Regions from separate parts of the Hordeum vulgare genome. Here region 2 is linked to region 1. Evidence: chromatin contacts called from public Hi-C data. All regions are on one chromosome and are shown on one strand. The core of a region is the stretch at or near the end of the contact, and the rest is flanking DNA. Distances in the headings are between cores, read along the strand shown.

Region 1 (2,700 bases), core at 114-2,613:
AAGCGGTTGAGCAGTCACCTTTGCTCGGAGCTCGTCGGCGAGTTCCTTCTGGACGCTGTCGCTCGGCGACTGCTTGCCTCTCCTTATGCAGGCGCCGTAAGCGACCGACCGGAACAAGCATCTCCCGTCCCCTGTGATTCCTGAAAAACGTGAAGGGCAGCATAACTGTATAAGCTCAGTTCCCAATGTTCAGAGATGCAGATGGCCTACTCGATCAGCCTGAACACCACATCAGGATCAACCATTTGGAGAGTTTCACAGGAACAGACAGCCCCGTAAGCTTGATAGATACCCAGTTACTAGCACACATCCAAGGTAGGGTCACCCTTTTTCTTCTTTTTCATGAAGTACAGCTATGTATTGATCTTCCTTGTTGAATATATAAAAGGAGATGCATAGATGGATACCCAGTTATGCAAAGGCTGCTGCTCTAAACTAGCCATGCAGTAGTAGAGGCATACAGAGATGCTAGCAAAGTAGAGGCATCTTAACCAGCCGATTAGTTTAATACCGCTTCAAATCAGCACCTACATGTACTTTCTCCCGCTCTTTTCTCCCCTGTAGACCAGGCTCAAGATCCTACTGATCACAGAATTGCGTCACGTCATGATCATCAACAAAACACAAACCCCCTTCAGAACAATCCCACATGGCGAAAAGAAGGGGGAAAAAAAAAGCTCTCCTCCTGTGATGATCATCACCAAAACGACCCCCCTTTTTCATCTACCAAATAATCAATCAAAGCTGGAGAGGCAGAGGGGCGTACTTACGGATGGATCGCAGCGGCGGGAGCTCCCGGTCCGACATCGGCGACGACGGCGGCGGCGGTCGGCCGGCCCTCTTGCCCCCCTTCCCCCTCCTCTTCCAGGGAAAGGAGGGGAGGCAGGCGGAAGGAATAAGCAAAAAAAGCAGGAACGGAGAGCGAGAGGAATGTTATCGCTGCACACGGAACGGAACGGGAACAAAAGCGGGCGGGGTCGAGGGAATCGGGTTCGCTTTTCAGGCCCCTTTTCTCCCTGTCCCGGCCGCCGGGGTGGCGGCGTGCCGTCCGTCGCCGCCGCCGCGTCCCATCGAGCCCGCCCGCCGACGCCCACCGACGGCCGACGCACCCCCCCTCCGCGGCTGCTTGCTTGGTTTCCCGCCACGAATAACCGGGACCTCCTAATTAAATCCCCTCCGGAGCCAGCGGCGCTTCTCGGTGCTCCTCCCCTCCTTCAGAACCGGTCGACCACCAAGTGAAACTTGACGGATGGTTGGCAAAATCTCCTGCTCCTGGCAGAAGCTAGAAAGCACAATCATCCCGTGCGAGTAACGGGGCGGCACGTGATGAATGAACCCGACTCATTCGTTGGCGCTGTCAGACGCAAGCCGTGGTGGCCGGTCCTTTCTAATTTTTCTCCTTTCATGCATCCATTCAGGTCGGCCCTCGCCGTGTCAGTGTCATTTTCTTGGCGAGTCCTCCGCATCTTTTCACCCATCAACAGCGGATAATCGGTGACAGGAGAAAACGAACCCACCTGGATGAGCAAGCAGCAGGATTATCGTCGTAAGAAAGAAAAAAAAAGGATTAAATCTCCTTCACAGATCATGGGGCCCACGTGTCAGTGAGCAAGCAGAGGATCGTCGTGTCGACCAAAAGGAGAACAAACGGTTGCTTGGCTGAAATGGAGAGAAGCATCTATCTGATAACAAGGCAAGGCTATATATACATTGTACAATGTGATGCGATGACAAGGCGGCAAGAGGGGGGAAATGCCCTACATCACCCCACCGAGGAGGGGGGGAAGAAGCACTAGTCTCTTTCAACTTACTTAACCCAAACGAAGGAAGCAGCAGCCACGGCGCCAAAGTGGAAGAAGAAGCAAGAAAAGAGGGGAGATGTACAGATCCTACTGACGAGCCAGACCCCAAAAACCCTGCCTGCTGCTGCTAGCACTGGTAGAGGGAGAAGCCCCGGTTCTTCCACAGCGAGCTCAGCGTCCGCCCCAGCTTCCTCGACTTGGACTTGCACAACGGCTTCGACTCCCGGTGACACACCATCACCCCGCCGTTCCCGTTCCCGTTCCCTCCCTCCGGCGCAGCCTGCTGCTGCGGCTGCGGGACCTGCTGTTGCTGCGACGCGGCTTGTTGCCCCCCGTCACGCTGCCGCTGCTCCCGGAACAGCTTCAGCAGCTTCTGGGCCTTCTCCCGGCCCCGCCCCGTGCCGGTCGCCGAGACGGAGACCAGCGACGGCACCACGCCCTCCTGCAGCACCGGCGCGATGCACTTGTCGTCCCCCGCGCACATCGCCAGCAGGCACGACACCGCCTGCTCCTGCTCCGTCGGCTCCCCCGTGTCCAGCAGCATCGCCAGCGTGCTCACCAGCCCCGGGGTCGACATGATCTCCTTCCGACCGGCCGGGGTCGCCGCGAGGCTGATGGCCACCGCCAGGGCCTTCTCCGTCCATCCGATGCCTTCCGACACCGAGGAGTCCGTCAAGAGCGTGTGGAGCGCGTCCACGATGCCGGCCGACAGGAGCGACGGGATGCTGGCCTGGTGGGTGGAGAGGTTGTACAGCGTGTAGAGGGCGTCATGCTTGCAGGAGCTGGCTTTCGGGTCGCTGGCGTCGTGGTTGTACAGCCGGTCCACTAGGAATGGCACGGCTTGGGTGGAAGCGATCACGCTCTTTGCATCGGTGAGGCAGGAAAGGTTAAGGTAGAG
Region 2 (2,700 bases), core at 47-2,546, 360 kb before region 1:
AAATGATGTAGTTTGATGAAGAACAATGTTATAGTTTGATGAATGATGTAGTAGTTGCTTTCCGCGAACCATTTTCAAATTTTACAGTTTCATATACGGGGTCTGATCTTTGACGCACGAAATGGCCCTCCAAAATTGCTCTGTAGCGACCTGTAAACCCATTTTACAGGTCACGCTCTTTTACGGGATGTGGTTGCTCGAGTATTTGCCTTCCGCTCCGCACTTAAACTGTAGTTGTTCGTCATGTGGTTGCGGTGGATCCGACGCATTGACCTGGCTGACCTACCTCCAACACCTCGAGCGACCGAGCGAACCATGTACATGATGTACTATAAGTACCTTCTAATCTTTCACGGTGGTATTCTTAATCCATCAAAGTTCATGTTCTGATGATTGCATTATTTTTACATTTATTTTATAATTTTTGAATATGCGTTTAGTTGAAGGAAACACTTCCATCAACGACGAGCCACCTACGGTGATGATTCGATCTTTTAAAAATGTTTATATAGAGATAGAATGTACATATATGATGATATGTCAACTTAGTCTTTTAAATATATTTATAGAGATAGAATGTACAGATGTGTATATTCATAAAATTGAATGTATGCCCGCTGCATTGTGTTAGAAAAAAACGCGCCATTAATTTCCCACGTGGCCTGCCAACCATAAACCGCAACCAATTTTTCCTCGATGTATGTAGCCCTCCGCCACTAAATCACAATGACAGGCGGGACCCAGAGAGCAGAAACGCCATCTGGCCCACAGTGCAGCGAGGGTCGCACACCGAAGTGTCAATGCTATAAAATAATGCCATTTCGTACACGGAACCTTTCCGCACGAGAGCGCGCAGAGAGCGAGATAAAGAGGTCAGCTCAACTGCCAACCAGACACCACCCTACGCAAAACCCCACGCTCGCTGACGCCGGGCCCCACCCGCTGTCCCCTTCCCCCGCCTCCAGGCTCCAGCAATCGCCTCGTCATAAGAGAAAAAGGCAGCGCCAATGGCATCTGGTGCTGCCCACCTAGTGCTGGCCTCGTGTGCCTCCACCACTCGCCACCTCGTCGCCTCCGCCCCCGCCTCGTCATGCCCGCCGGCGTGCTGGCCACCGTGCGGTGGTCCACCGCCTGCTCGGCGCTGCTCAACGCCGCCGCCGCCTGCACCGGCGCGGCCGTCGCCGCCCTCGCGCTCCGAGGCCGCTGCGGGGGCTCGCTCGGCCCCGCAGCAGCCGCGGCGTCTGCGGCCTCCGCGGCGAGGCTCCTCGCGTCCGCCGCGGCCGGGTTCGCGCAGGGCCTGGCGGCGAGCGCGATCGCCGCCGGCGCCATCGGGGCGCACGTCGACAGCGACCGCGACCTCCGGCATCTCTCGCGGGTAAGCTGCCCAGAGTAATGCGGCCTTGTCCTTGAGCTAGTTACAACTCGTTTACAAATCAATCAATGCGGAAATTGTGCGAGCCACTATTTCAGGAGTGTCATGAAAAAAATGGATTTTTGGAGCTACAGTACTTCACTCCGGTTTTTGTAACTGAGTGGTATCAGTAATAATGTCATGTTCATGGCCAATATTTTGGTCCAATGCTTCTATAAAAGGCAAGGGCTTTTTGTTTTGCCGGAAATAGAATTACTGTTGAGAGCCAATGGAATTACCCAATTTGCTTGTCCCAAATCACCTAGCTAAGCTAGAACTGGACTGCTTCAGGCCGGCAATATGAGAAATAGTCACAATAAGGTAGCCAAATTGAGAAGGTGACATTGTTAAAATTTGTGATCTTGTTGGATTCAGCCGGGTCAATTACTGGCAGCTTTAACATTTCAACATGTTTGGTTCAGAGCTGAAATTTAAAACATTTTTTCTGCTAAACTATGGCAAAACCATTAAAAATGCGGTGAAGAAACTGGTTGCTTGGACCTGTAGGAGTGAAACAATCAGTGGCCATACGCATCTGCCACACCCAAACATTACTTATTCTGTCAGCTAGGATATCCTAGAACGTGCTGACTACTGCGATCATTGGCCTTTCCTCTATAGAACGTAGTATCAATGCAACCAAGTCTGTCAAATATCTAACCCACCATGACAGAGTGAAAGTCGATATCTAGCTAATTTTAGCCCTCTTTTACTAATTCTTGGCAATGTTAGTTTCTTTGTCATTTTTCGGGCAAACAAGATGCCAGAAGAATGGAGATGGAGTATATTAGTACCAGTCTTCAAGAACAAGGGGGATGTTCAGAGTTGTACTAATTACCGTGGAATTAAACTGATGAGCCATACAATGAAGCTATGCGAGAGATTCATTAAGCACCGCTTAAGAAGAATGACAAGCGTGACCAAAAATCAGTTTGGTTTCATGCCTGGGAGGTCGACCATGGAAGCCATTCTCTTGGTACGACAACTTATGGAGAGATATAGGGAGCAAAAGAAGGACCTGCATATGGTGTTCATTGACTTGGAGCAGGCCTATGACAAAATACCGCGGAATGTTATGTGGTGGGCCTTGGAGAAACACAAAGTCCCAGCAAAGTACATTACCCTCATCAAGGACATGTACGATAATGTTGTGGCAAGTGTTCGAACAAGTGATGGCGACACTGATGACTTCCCCATTAAGATAGGACTGCATCAGGGGTCAGCTTTGAGCCCTTATATTTTTGCCTTGGTGATGGATGAGGTCACAAGGGATATACAAGGAGAGATAT

Evidence for each region. A called contact is a pair of places that touch in the nucleus more often than the background predicts.
Region 2: a Hi-C map of leaf shows a contact between it and region 1, with 4 times the contacts expected there. The contact joins the promoter of LOC123445040 here to the promoter of LOC123445037 in region 1. A contact is called at or near these places in 3 of 6 Hi-C or Micro-C datasets (leaf and seedling).

The regions. Positions count from the first base shown.
Region 1 is chr3H:558,344,768-558,347,467 of MorexV3_pseudomolecules_assembly, reverse strand. It overlaps LOC123445037 (OVARIAN TUMOR DOMAIN-containing deubiquitinating enzyme 4-like), which reads right to left and starts at 1,363. Exons shown (of 6, transcript XM_045121953.1): 1 at 771-1,363; 2 at 19-140. The coding sequence starts at 807. It overlaps LOC123445035 (U-box domain-containing protein 45-like), which reads right to left. Exons shown (of 6, transcript XM_045121951.1): 6 at 1,656-2,700. The coding sequence ends at 1,930.
Region 2 is chr3H:558,709,377-558,712,076 of MorexV3_pseudomolecules_assembly, reverse strand. It overlaps LOC123445040, which reads left to right and starts at 1,296. Exons shown (of 13, transcript XM_045121956.1): 1 at 1,296-1,375.